2 separate regions of the Mus musculus genome follow, and region 1 is linked to region 2. Evidence: chromatin contacts called from public promoter capture Hi-C data. All regions are on one chromosome and are shown on one strand. The core of a region is the stretch at or near the end of the contact, and the rest is flanking DNA. Distances in the headings are between cores, read along the strand shown. Region 1 has its middle 7.2 kb from the start of Gm15762. Region 2 holds the start of Pthlh (parathyroid hormone-like peptide).

Evidence for each region. Promoter capture Hi-C pulls out the DNA fragments that hold promoters and counts their contacts.
Region 1: a contact with region 2 is called in a promoter capture Hi-C map of hippocampal neurons, with 2.9 times the contacts expected there. The contact joins the enhancer-like site here to the promoter of Pthlh in region 2. A contact is called at or near these places in 3 of 39 promoter capture datasets (cranial neural crest, hippocampal neurons and maxillary cranial neural crest), 2 of 115 datasets of contacts at active chromatin or transcription factors (T-cell acute lymphoblastic leukemia and VIP interneurons) and 1 of 9 other capture datasets (pancreatic islet).

Annotation. Positions count from the first base shown.
Region 1 is chr6:147,725,120-147,730,091 of GRCm38.p6, forward strand. No RefSeq gene overlaps it. Among named protein-coding and RNA genes, the nearest start is that of Gm15762, 7.2 kb to the left of the region's middle. Within about 2 kb of position 1,517, at least 9 of the 459 cell types and tissues checked have an H3K27ac peak or open chromatin away from gene starts, as enhancers often do.
Region 2 is chr6:147,260,282-147,265,458 of GRCm38.p6, forward strand. Pthlh (parathyroid hormone-like peptide) reads right to left here and starts at 3,732. Exons shown (of 4, transcript NM_008970.4): 1 at 3,304-3,732; 2 at 2,989-3,114. The coding sequence starts at 3,089.

The sequences.
Region 1 (4,972 bases), core at 267-2,766, 460 kb after region 2:
TAGATAGATAGATAGATAGATGATGGATACAGATAATTGGCAGATAAACATAGATCCAAATAGATTACAGAAAATGGACAATTAGAATTATAAAATCAATGCTAGCTGGCTAGATATGATAGAGGGATAAATGATAGATGATAAATAGGTAGATAAAGATGATAGCTAGCTACATATGATAAATAATAGGTGATCCAGAAAGAGAGTAGGCTGATAGGAGACAGATATAGGTGATAGATAGGTGACAGCTAGATAAAAGGTCAATATGGTAAGTAGTTAGCTAGAAGTGGCAGGTAGATAAATGGTAGGAGAAAGAGAAGCAAAGGCAGGGATAATGAGATGGGAGTGTGCTCGCCCTCTGTGTCTTGTGCTTACCACAATTGCCACCCTGTGAACTTCTTCAGCACACTGTTCCCACAGATCATGCAGTTGACACAATGATCCTACAGACTATCAGTTCTCCATATCCTTCCATATATGTTCCTACCAGTGATTTCAGTGGACGGGCCAAGTGGTTTGGATACAATGAGCTCTCAGCTGAACCTTTGCCTCAAACTGAAATCGAACCTAAGTCATGTATGGAGTTCAAAAAGTTGAGTTAACTTTTCCCCTTTCTTTTAATTTTTGTGCGTCTCTGAACTTCCTGGTTTGGGTTGGGAGGAGAAACCAAAATACCGCAAGAAAAGCTATTCTTGTTTCATTTCCAGCCAGTTCAAAGCCAAAAAGCACTAGAAATCTCATGAAGAAAATAGTTCCCACCTAATTCCTAGCCCCGAAAGGTTCAGATAAGTTTGAATAAACTTTGGATAATGCTGTATCCATTACTTGGGGAATGTGGAAGACAGGCATTAGTTTTTTTTTTTTTTAAGGTCCTAAGATGATAGAAGGAAAGAAATAAATGATAACAAATTGGACATTTCTTCAAATTAAGCAGAGGGCTTGATCATAATTGAAACAGCATTTGCATGAAGGAGCTAAGGCATCATAGATTTTGCAAGATGAAACTCAGCTTTTGACTTTTTGAGTACTGCCCTTTTAAAAAGTTCTGTTCCTATTACATCATTATCCTCATTTAAAGTGTAGTCACCAGAAACTCTCTTAAGACGAGTTCACTGATTCCCAGGTCAGAACTGAGTGCAAATTGCTCAGGACATAATTACACTGTCGATTGTGTTAATCGTGTAATAGTGAACAGATGGACCCCCATGCTGGGCAGAACCAAGAAATGCTTATTGGGCTCCTACGATGTGGTGGAGGTCATATGAAGTATTAGGGACTCACGGCCCTAGATGCACACTCCTTCAAAACAGACTCTGACGGAGAAGACAGTTATGTGATGAGTTGAACCAAACAGAGGTTGTTACCAATGGTAACAGGGTGATACAGACAGCCCTGAGGAACTGGTGACCTTAGTCAAGGAGGCCCCTGAGTCCCTAAGCCAAGCTGGGTGCACATGACAGGGCTCCTAGAGGTGCTGAGATCTCAAGTAGAAAAATGGACGTGTGGATTGAAGACTCTGTTTTCTGGACCAAGTGTCTTGTCTTAGTTTTCCAGGAAAACAGGACAGAGTGCAGACACCATCTTGGCAGTGGATGCCATCTTGGCAGCTGATGCCATCTTGGCAGCATGAGCAAGGGGGATGATGAGATTGGGTGTGGGTGCAAAAAGGAGACTCTGAATTCCAAGTGGGCTGAGGGGGGGGGGGTGGATCAAGCTGGGATCTGGGGAAGTCCATCACCGAGACCTGATGATCACCTGCACCAGGACAGACACTGGGATGAGGAGCAAGCCTGAGTAGAGGAAGGCTGACCTTCTGAAAGCACAGGCAGCCTCCCCCAGGACTTGATGGGGTCAAGACGTTTATTATTATCATTGTTGATATTATTACTTGACACAGTTTGTTGTAACAGGAAACCACAGGCTTTGGAGTCAGACAGACCTAATTTTCATTCCTGGCTCCACACTGTATATGTTCTGTGGCTTTGAATAAATTACTTTACTTAGCTCCTACATGATGGAGGTAGTGATGCCCCCTCCTTAGGGCTTCTGAGCAAAACAAGTGAGGTCCATCACGTGAGCATGTGGGCGGTTCTGTGGTGCACATCATACTCTGTGGACGCAGTTAGCTTGAAGCTTGCTTTGAGAACTAACTGTGGGGCCTCTGTAACACATTTCTCTAAATGCAGAACGTCTTCCTTCTCTGTCCTCTTGCAACTTTCTCTCTTTTCCTTTTGTGCTTTGACCTTTCTCTGAGACACATTCTGTAGTTGTTGTTACTCTCTCAAACACCCACAGGAGCCACTTCACTTTAGAAAGGAGGAAACCAAGGCTTAAAGAGATGACTCAGAAAAGTGCAAGCATGAAGCCCCAAGACTGTCTAGCAAAAATGGTGAATTTCAGGTTTAGTTAGTGATGCTAGCTCAAAAAATAAGATAGAGAGTTATTGAAGAAGACATCTGTGGTGGGCATCTGATCTCTATACATCTACACAAATACATGTTTATACATGGATACCCTACACACCACACACACACACACACACACACACACACACACACACACACACACACACTATATGGAAACCAGGCCAGGCATTGAAATTGTGTGTTCACTGAGCAGTTGAGAAATGAAGGTTTTCAATTCCTGCCAGATACTCTGAGTTCAGAGTCTGTGTTCTTTCCAGCCAGGCCCACCCTGAGTCTGTGTAACATGTAAGAGGTATACAGTGTGGGAAATAGATTTGGTAGCTTGGCCTCTGGGCAGCAAAACAAATTCCAGAAATGCTGTTCTAAGAAGGCCCATTTGGGGGAAAGAGTATATATGTTTCTTTATGGTACCAAGGCAGTGGAAAAGGTAGAGAAAATCTCCCAGATCTCTCCTAACAGCTGGGAGGGGCTGAGAGCAAGCTATTCCTTACACTTTTATCCAGTCCAGTGAGTACTTCATTCTTTGAAGATAAATGCATATCTGTTTAAAGATATTCTATATATGCTGGTTCAAGTATAAAAAATATGCAAAGCAAATAATCCAACAGTCGGTATTCTTGCCAAAAAAAAGATGGAAAAAAAGCTCTACCCTGAATACAGACATCTCATATGTTGGCCACCGGGGCAGATCTGAAATTCAAATCTGTCTGAATTCACTGCACGAATCTGCAGCTTTTACTTGGTTTCTCAGCTCATTTATAAAGAAGGGGTGGGTTTACAACCAACAGCACCAGGACTTTGTGTTTTCTTCTCACTACGATGGGCACTTTTCCCCAGGAAAAACATTCTAATTCGCTGTGATTCTGTGGCTGAGAGATTGCCACAGCAGAAAGCCATACATATTCATAAGCTGATGGTGTGAGATGTATCTTTGGTTTTCTTCATATATTAGGATTGCCTAGAATTTCTAACTGCTCCGTCTCTTCTGAAAGGCCCCATTCACCCTTCCTAAGGAAAACCTTTAAGTAAAGACACACGCTAAGCTGTCTGTTTGCCAGAAAACAAAGATTCCGGTTTCTCCAGGGGAGGATGACCACAAATGCCACTCATTGCCCTAAATTAAAGTACTCATCTATAGCTGGTGTTTGAGGTTGAGCCATATACAAATAGAATTAGGGCCAGCCTTTACCAAGATGACTCAGGAGAAGTGCCCTGGGTCCTGCCCTGGGCAGGGACTCTCCTCTGCCATGGACCTCCTTGGTTTGTGGTATCTCCAATAGAGTGCTTTGTGGAAAGTAGGGAGGAGATGAAAGATGCAGGAGAGGAAGTTGTCCTTTTCCAACGAAGCCCAGAGCTCAGCCTCTTTCACTCTCACCCTGACCTAGCTGAACTGACTGCATCTGATGGTTAACACTTAGGGACAATATTAAGAAAGTAGTTGTTATAGATTAAATGTGGTCCTTCCACCTACAGATTCATGTATTAAAGTCTTCACCCTAGTATACAACGGGACCTCACTTAAAAATAGAGTCTACTATGATTATTTGTGGGAGCAGGGCGAGGGGCGAGTACACACATGCCATGGCATGCATATGTATGTCAGAGAACGACTTTCAGAAGTCTGTTCTTTCCTTAGCTGTGGGTTCTGGGGATCCAACCCAGGTCATGAGCTTGTTCTCAAGCCTTTCACCCACGGAGCAATCTCTCCAGCCCAGAAATAGAGTCTTTACAGAGGTCCAGACTATTAAGGTGGCCTTCACATAATGTGCTTGGTGCCTCAGAAAGAGTGGAAATTTAGTTTTTCCCAGAGGAAGACCTGTGGAAAAAAAAGGAAGAAAGCCACCTGCCTCACAACAGATTTGTGTTTAACACTGATGTTGACATGATTGTACCAATATCTGCTATTTGCTACTTACGTTAGAGATGCAACATCTGTTTTGTTCCTCTGCCCACTGCTTTACTGAATCTCTTATTTTAAGTAATTTTTTTCCTCATCATGACACTATTACACTACATTTTTAAATTGTTTTTAAACTGTATTTTAAGAGTTTTTTTTTTTTTTTTTTTTTTTAGTGGTTGCTTCAGTACTTACCCTGAATACTTGTCCCTTGGGATTGCTTTAAATTTTATGCTAACACGGGCTTGGGGATGACTAACTTAGTTAAGTCTACATAAGCAGGGCCCTTTTGAGATCAATCCCCAGCACCTCCATATGTAAAAGCTGAGTACAGAGTTATGTGTCTGTAATGCCAGGGGAGATAGAGATAGGAATGTCAGGAATGTCCCTGGGACTTGCTAGACAGAACTGGTAAGTTCTGGTTCAGTGAGAGACCTTATGTCAAAAACTAATATGGATAGTTATCAAGGAGGACACCTGGCATCAACCTCTGGCCTGCACACAACAGGCATATATAGACACCTGCATGTGTACATGTGCATACACACAAACATACAATGAAGGATAGCTTTACTGGATACTAGTGTTTTTGTTTTGTTTTGTTTGTTTTGTTTTAGTTAAGACCTCTCTATGTAGCCCTGGCTAACCT
Region 2 (5,177 bases), core at 2,482-4,981:
CTTAAGACAAATTACTATCTTTAGGACAACTGACTTGACTGTGGAGAACATATATCTGTTTGGGAAATTGCATTGAAGGAGTGGAAGAACACAGTGATATCTTTATCATCAATGGGAAATAAGCTCCATGAAATTACCCAAAGTATTATATATAAGAGATGACAGAGATACTTGGCATGAACAAGCAGGATAGATAGATTTTGGTTGTGAGAAATAAAAAATTAAGGGATTTTTCAACATAAACAACACTGAAACATTTTAGCTGCAAATATGGCAACAGTCATTATCTGTAAACACATTTCATAGCACAGTGGTTCACATGGGTCTTATTACAAACCAAAGTGCCAGCATGGAAAAATAAGTGCATTAATGCTTAATCATCTTCTTTGATTATTGTAAAAAAGCAAAAAGAAAAAATGGTCAAAAGTTTAACAGCAATAACCTGGACTTCAGTCAAAACATAGCTGTTCCGCTAGAAAGAAAAACACCCTCAAGGGAGTTTCCAGGGAGGGAAATGAAGTATCTTAGGGGCTGTCAAGGAAAAGGGAACAGCAGCCATGGAAAGTTCTTTGCCCAAGTGTGTGTGTCTGCTGATGTGAGGCTTGGGGGATGCACTAGGAGTTTGAGAAAAGCTCTGTGGTCCACAGAGGAGACAGGGTTAGGGTGTTAGAGTTAGCATGACTCACAGAGCTGCCTTCCAGTGCCCGTGACTCAGTAGAAAGCTATTCCTTCATTATGTGGAATAGACCCAATCTGGCCTAAGCAAGACAGCCAACGATGCCTCAGGCTTCTCCATCACTCGGGGTTCCCTTGCTATGGCAAACATGGAGAACCTCTAACCACTGTATTTGTCTACACAGCAGCCATCCACACCAACTTTCTAGTAGGCAATTTGATCATGAGCTAGTCATTACTATTTACCTTCCAATGGTGTAGGAAGCACACCGACAATAGTCTCCTGTCTCTAAAGAGGTACCAATCTTTAGCTTAAAAAAACAAAATCAATATATCTTAAGCAGTGTTCCTAAAATTGGATATTACAATTTGACGGTAAGTTAGAATTTCTTTCATGGAGCTAGCCTGATCTTGGGAAGTAGTCCATAAATGTTTTGTCCAGCATGTGTGCAAAAATAAAGAGTTTTTAAAAACCCTCCATTTGGCTATGATGATTTTAACTCCCTCAAAAAAAAAAAAAACCTCCATTGTGATGTGATGTGCTATTAAGCATTAGGTGTGGTAGTGAGTATCTCACAGTTTTATTAACCATGGCCAAGTGTGAGCGTTTAACTACACTATTATATTTCACCTACAAACAGAACGAGAGCAGAGTCCCTAGCTGCCGAATGGTTTCTGAGGAGTAGTTCTATAATATGCAACAAAGAAAGAGTTAAAAACAGCTGTAAGGACAGCTTAGTGCTATTTTTATTCCGTCATTGTAGACTCAAGCATGGCTCATTTACTCTCTCTCAAAAGAGAAAATAGGTATTAAGCAACTTTAAAGAAAAAGTTGGCTCTGTTCCAAGACAGAAATTCTTATCCAAATAAATACAGTATGTAAGTGTGCTTTTTTTAAAAAAAAATTTCAGCTCATCTGTATTTATATTTGGATGTTAGGTAATTGAATTTCACACAAGTCTCAAAAATGAGGGAAAAGTCTCAAGACAATTTCGAGAAGTAAGCCAGCAGTGCACTCACTCTTGGGACAATGCTGCCTTATCTCCAGTACAATGCTCTACACAACTTGCCTTAGGAGATTCATAATAGAGTTTCATTTTCGTGCCAAGATCCAGACATGTCTAAAGTAATTTCATTTAAAGATTTTCTGCCGAACTAATAAGAATAGACCAGAAGCAGGCGCTGAACAGTCGCCTTTTTGTATACCCTCGGGAGTTTACAAGAAGCACCAGGAACCTGACTGTAAATATTAGGTAGATATTGCTGCTTCTCTTGTGAGGTGAGCAAGTCCTCCTAATGCCTTCTCCAGAGCCAAACGACTCATTTCTTAAACTTTATGGTTTTCCCATCTTGAACAGAGTCTGTGCTAAGAGAGCAGCCCTAGACGGTATTACATCGACATCGATGAGACAGACAGATTCAAGCATGCCTACTACTTCCCAAACACTGCGGCGATATTTTGCTGGTGTTCTTAGATGTATTCTTATCTCAAAGTCAAAATCACTCTTTAAGAAATCAAAAACTCAACCACCAGCTGAGAATGCCGAACTACAAGCTTTCAGACCACAATGCAAATATTTCGACTCCGGATTAAAGAACCGTTAGCAATAATTCCAGGAAAAAGAAAGTTTCCACGCCTAAAGTCCATTTTGGAGACAAGCACACCCGCCTTCCTGAATGGTATCGATACTAAAGTTGGACGTTTGCCATTAAAAAGTTGTTACTACTAAATTATATAATATGCTTTGTTATGTAACACAGTCCTGTTTTATATGCTTAAAATTATGTCATTCATAATAAAACTAGACACAACGTTTTTGCTTTTCACACACAGACTGCCACCCACATTTAGACATATCCACTCGCTTGTGTGCGCGCACACACACACACAGACACAGACACACAGACACACACACAGACACACACACAGACACACACAGACACACACAGACACACACAGAGGCACACAGACAGTTCCTGAATCCCCCAGTTTCCTGCTGAGTTTCAGAACCTCTCGGTGGATAAAGTAACTTTGGTGGTTCCCTGCAGACAGATATCTTGCCGGCCCAGGTTCTGAAAAAGACTCCCTCTTATGGAAAGGCACATCAAACTTGTTTCGTGCCTGTCCATTTTGGGGTCTCACCAGCTCTCTAGATGGCTTTCCTGGGCTCAGCCCCTTGCTAGCAGGTACCCCGTGACTGTGTCCAACTCAGGTTGGGACCATCAGGGACCCCTAGGCTTCCTCAGCATCGCCCGCCTCAGCTGGCGCTGGTCTTCCCCACCCCTCACCCCAGGAGGAAGACCGGTACTTACAGCCTGCGGCCAAGCCCCTCCACCGAACGCCCGCGGGAGGGCACGGAGTAGCTGAGCAGGAATACCAGGACACTCCACTGCTGAACCAGCCTCCGCAGCATCGTGCCGCTCGCTGGCTCTGGGGACCTGCAAGAGTGGAACCCGAGGGTCAGTCCCGGCTCTCCATCTCTTCCTCGCACTGCCCCGCTCCCTCTTTTGGAACCCCGTGGCTTCCCAACAGCCACTCCAAAGTCGAGGGCATCTCACAAGTTAGGAGGAAAAAAGAAAACAAGAAAAAGAAAGCAAAAAAGTGTCTCCGAGCCCCTGAGCACTTACTTGTGTAGGAATCAGCGCCTCTAACTGCGCCTCTCTCAAACCGCACAGGCAAAAAGGGACCCGAGAGGGGAAAAAGCAATCAGAGAGCTTCCTCTGAAAGAAGAGCGAAAACCGGGCGTTTTACATAGGCGTCGGGGATGCGTGGCGCGTTGCTGTGGCTCCCATAGCAATGTCTAATTAGTCTTGGCGGCAGCACTCTGGGTCGTGGGGCAGGTCAAACCCCTCTTCAAACGCGGGTGTTCCTCAGGAGTCAGCTGTCCTGCGCACCGGGCCTCTGGGTGCACAGCCACTTGCGGCAGAGCGCGTATATATACATAGCTGTCGGTCTACCTCCTTCGGTGGGCTGGTTGCTTCCGGAAAGTTGATTCCACAACGCCCTTGAACAAGTTGCAGGCGCGCGTGTCGTGGATGCGAGGGCCAGGTGGCCGCGAGGGCGGGTTCCGGCAGCGGGGCGGAGCGGCCCAGCTGGGGCGGCGCAGGTTGGAGAGTAGCTGTGAGCCCAGCCCTGGAAGGTTCACACGCTCCGGGGCCAACCTGCTGAGAAGTGAGCGAGTCGCAAAGAGGTGGCGCCCGAGGAACGCGCGCCGGCGGAGCAGGCAGGGGTGAGCGGGCCGGCGGGGGCGGGGAGCACAGGGGAGCCCGGAGCCACGGAGCCCCACCCCAGTCCTGGCCCGCGTGGGCCGATCTGACGCTCTCCTCCTCCTGAACCGGCCTGCTGTCGCCTGAGTGGCAGGTCCAGGAGTCCAGGTCCCTACAAACAGCAAGGAGGAACCCCGGGTGGCCTGAGAATCCCAAGAGTCCCAAGCTCGCTTGCAAGCTCGCATTGCACTGCATTCCTGCCTGGTGTGGCCTTCTCCTGGGGAGGGGACTAAACCTAGCACCCAGAAGAGCAAAGGCGATTTTGGGTCTTACTGTTTGGGAAGGGTTGGGGACATCACGTCTGGAGCAGGTCCTAGAACGGGTGTGTGAGCAAGGAAGAAGACCCACTTTGTGATCACAGACGACCTGGAATGCGCAGAGTCCTTCTTTCTCACCTTCTTCTGATAACCTACTCTATGTCCTGATAAAGATTCACTGAGTGCCCATTTGCTTCAGCTTCTCAGTGCTGCTGGGCAGGGAGTGGGGGTGGGGGGTGGGGGAGAAAGTTGTGAGTTACTGATTGTGGGTCTAGAGGTGTGTGTGTGTGTGTGTGTGTGTGTGTGTGTGTGTGTGTGTGTGTGAATACTAGTTTCCCCCCAGGTCCTAGATCACGCTGAAATGAACATGGGAACCACTCAAAGAAGTTTGCCTTCTAGACAATACTGCTGGAAAATTTCATCTGACTCTCTAGGAGGCTAGTGTCACTCAAAGACCTTTGTCAGACCTGGGCTGTGATGCTCTACAGACTTCTGGGGTGGGTACTCCTAGGACTTCTCACCCCTCCCCTCCCCTAAGCCTTGCTGCTCGCCAGCAGTTAAAGCTTTCAGCTGTCTTGGGCGGGGTTCCCTCTCATCAGAAGCCCTTGTCTCTTTCCCTTGATTCCTTTAAACTTCATACTTGTAAAAAAAAAAAAAAAGTTGGCTTCTTCCCACCTTAAAAAGAAACCCGGGAATTTCCATAACGTCCTTTAAGTGGTTAAGAATTTGTAACTGTTAGACATGTTTACATGGCACGAAAAGAGAAAGTTTGAACCTGTGACACTCTGTGATAACCCTTCCCCAAAGATGCTGGAGCCCTAATTGATCTGGAGTGGGGAGCCCCATGAGAGGAAAAGAAGGGACTCACAAAGCAACCATTCTGCTGCGTTTCCTGAGACTTGCTTAACGTTAAACATGATATTTGCTTCACCACCAAGAAAAAAAAATCCAAAGGTACTTTGCCAAGTCTCAAATTAC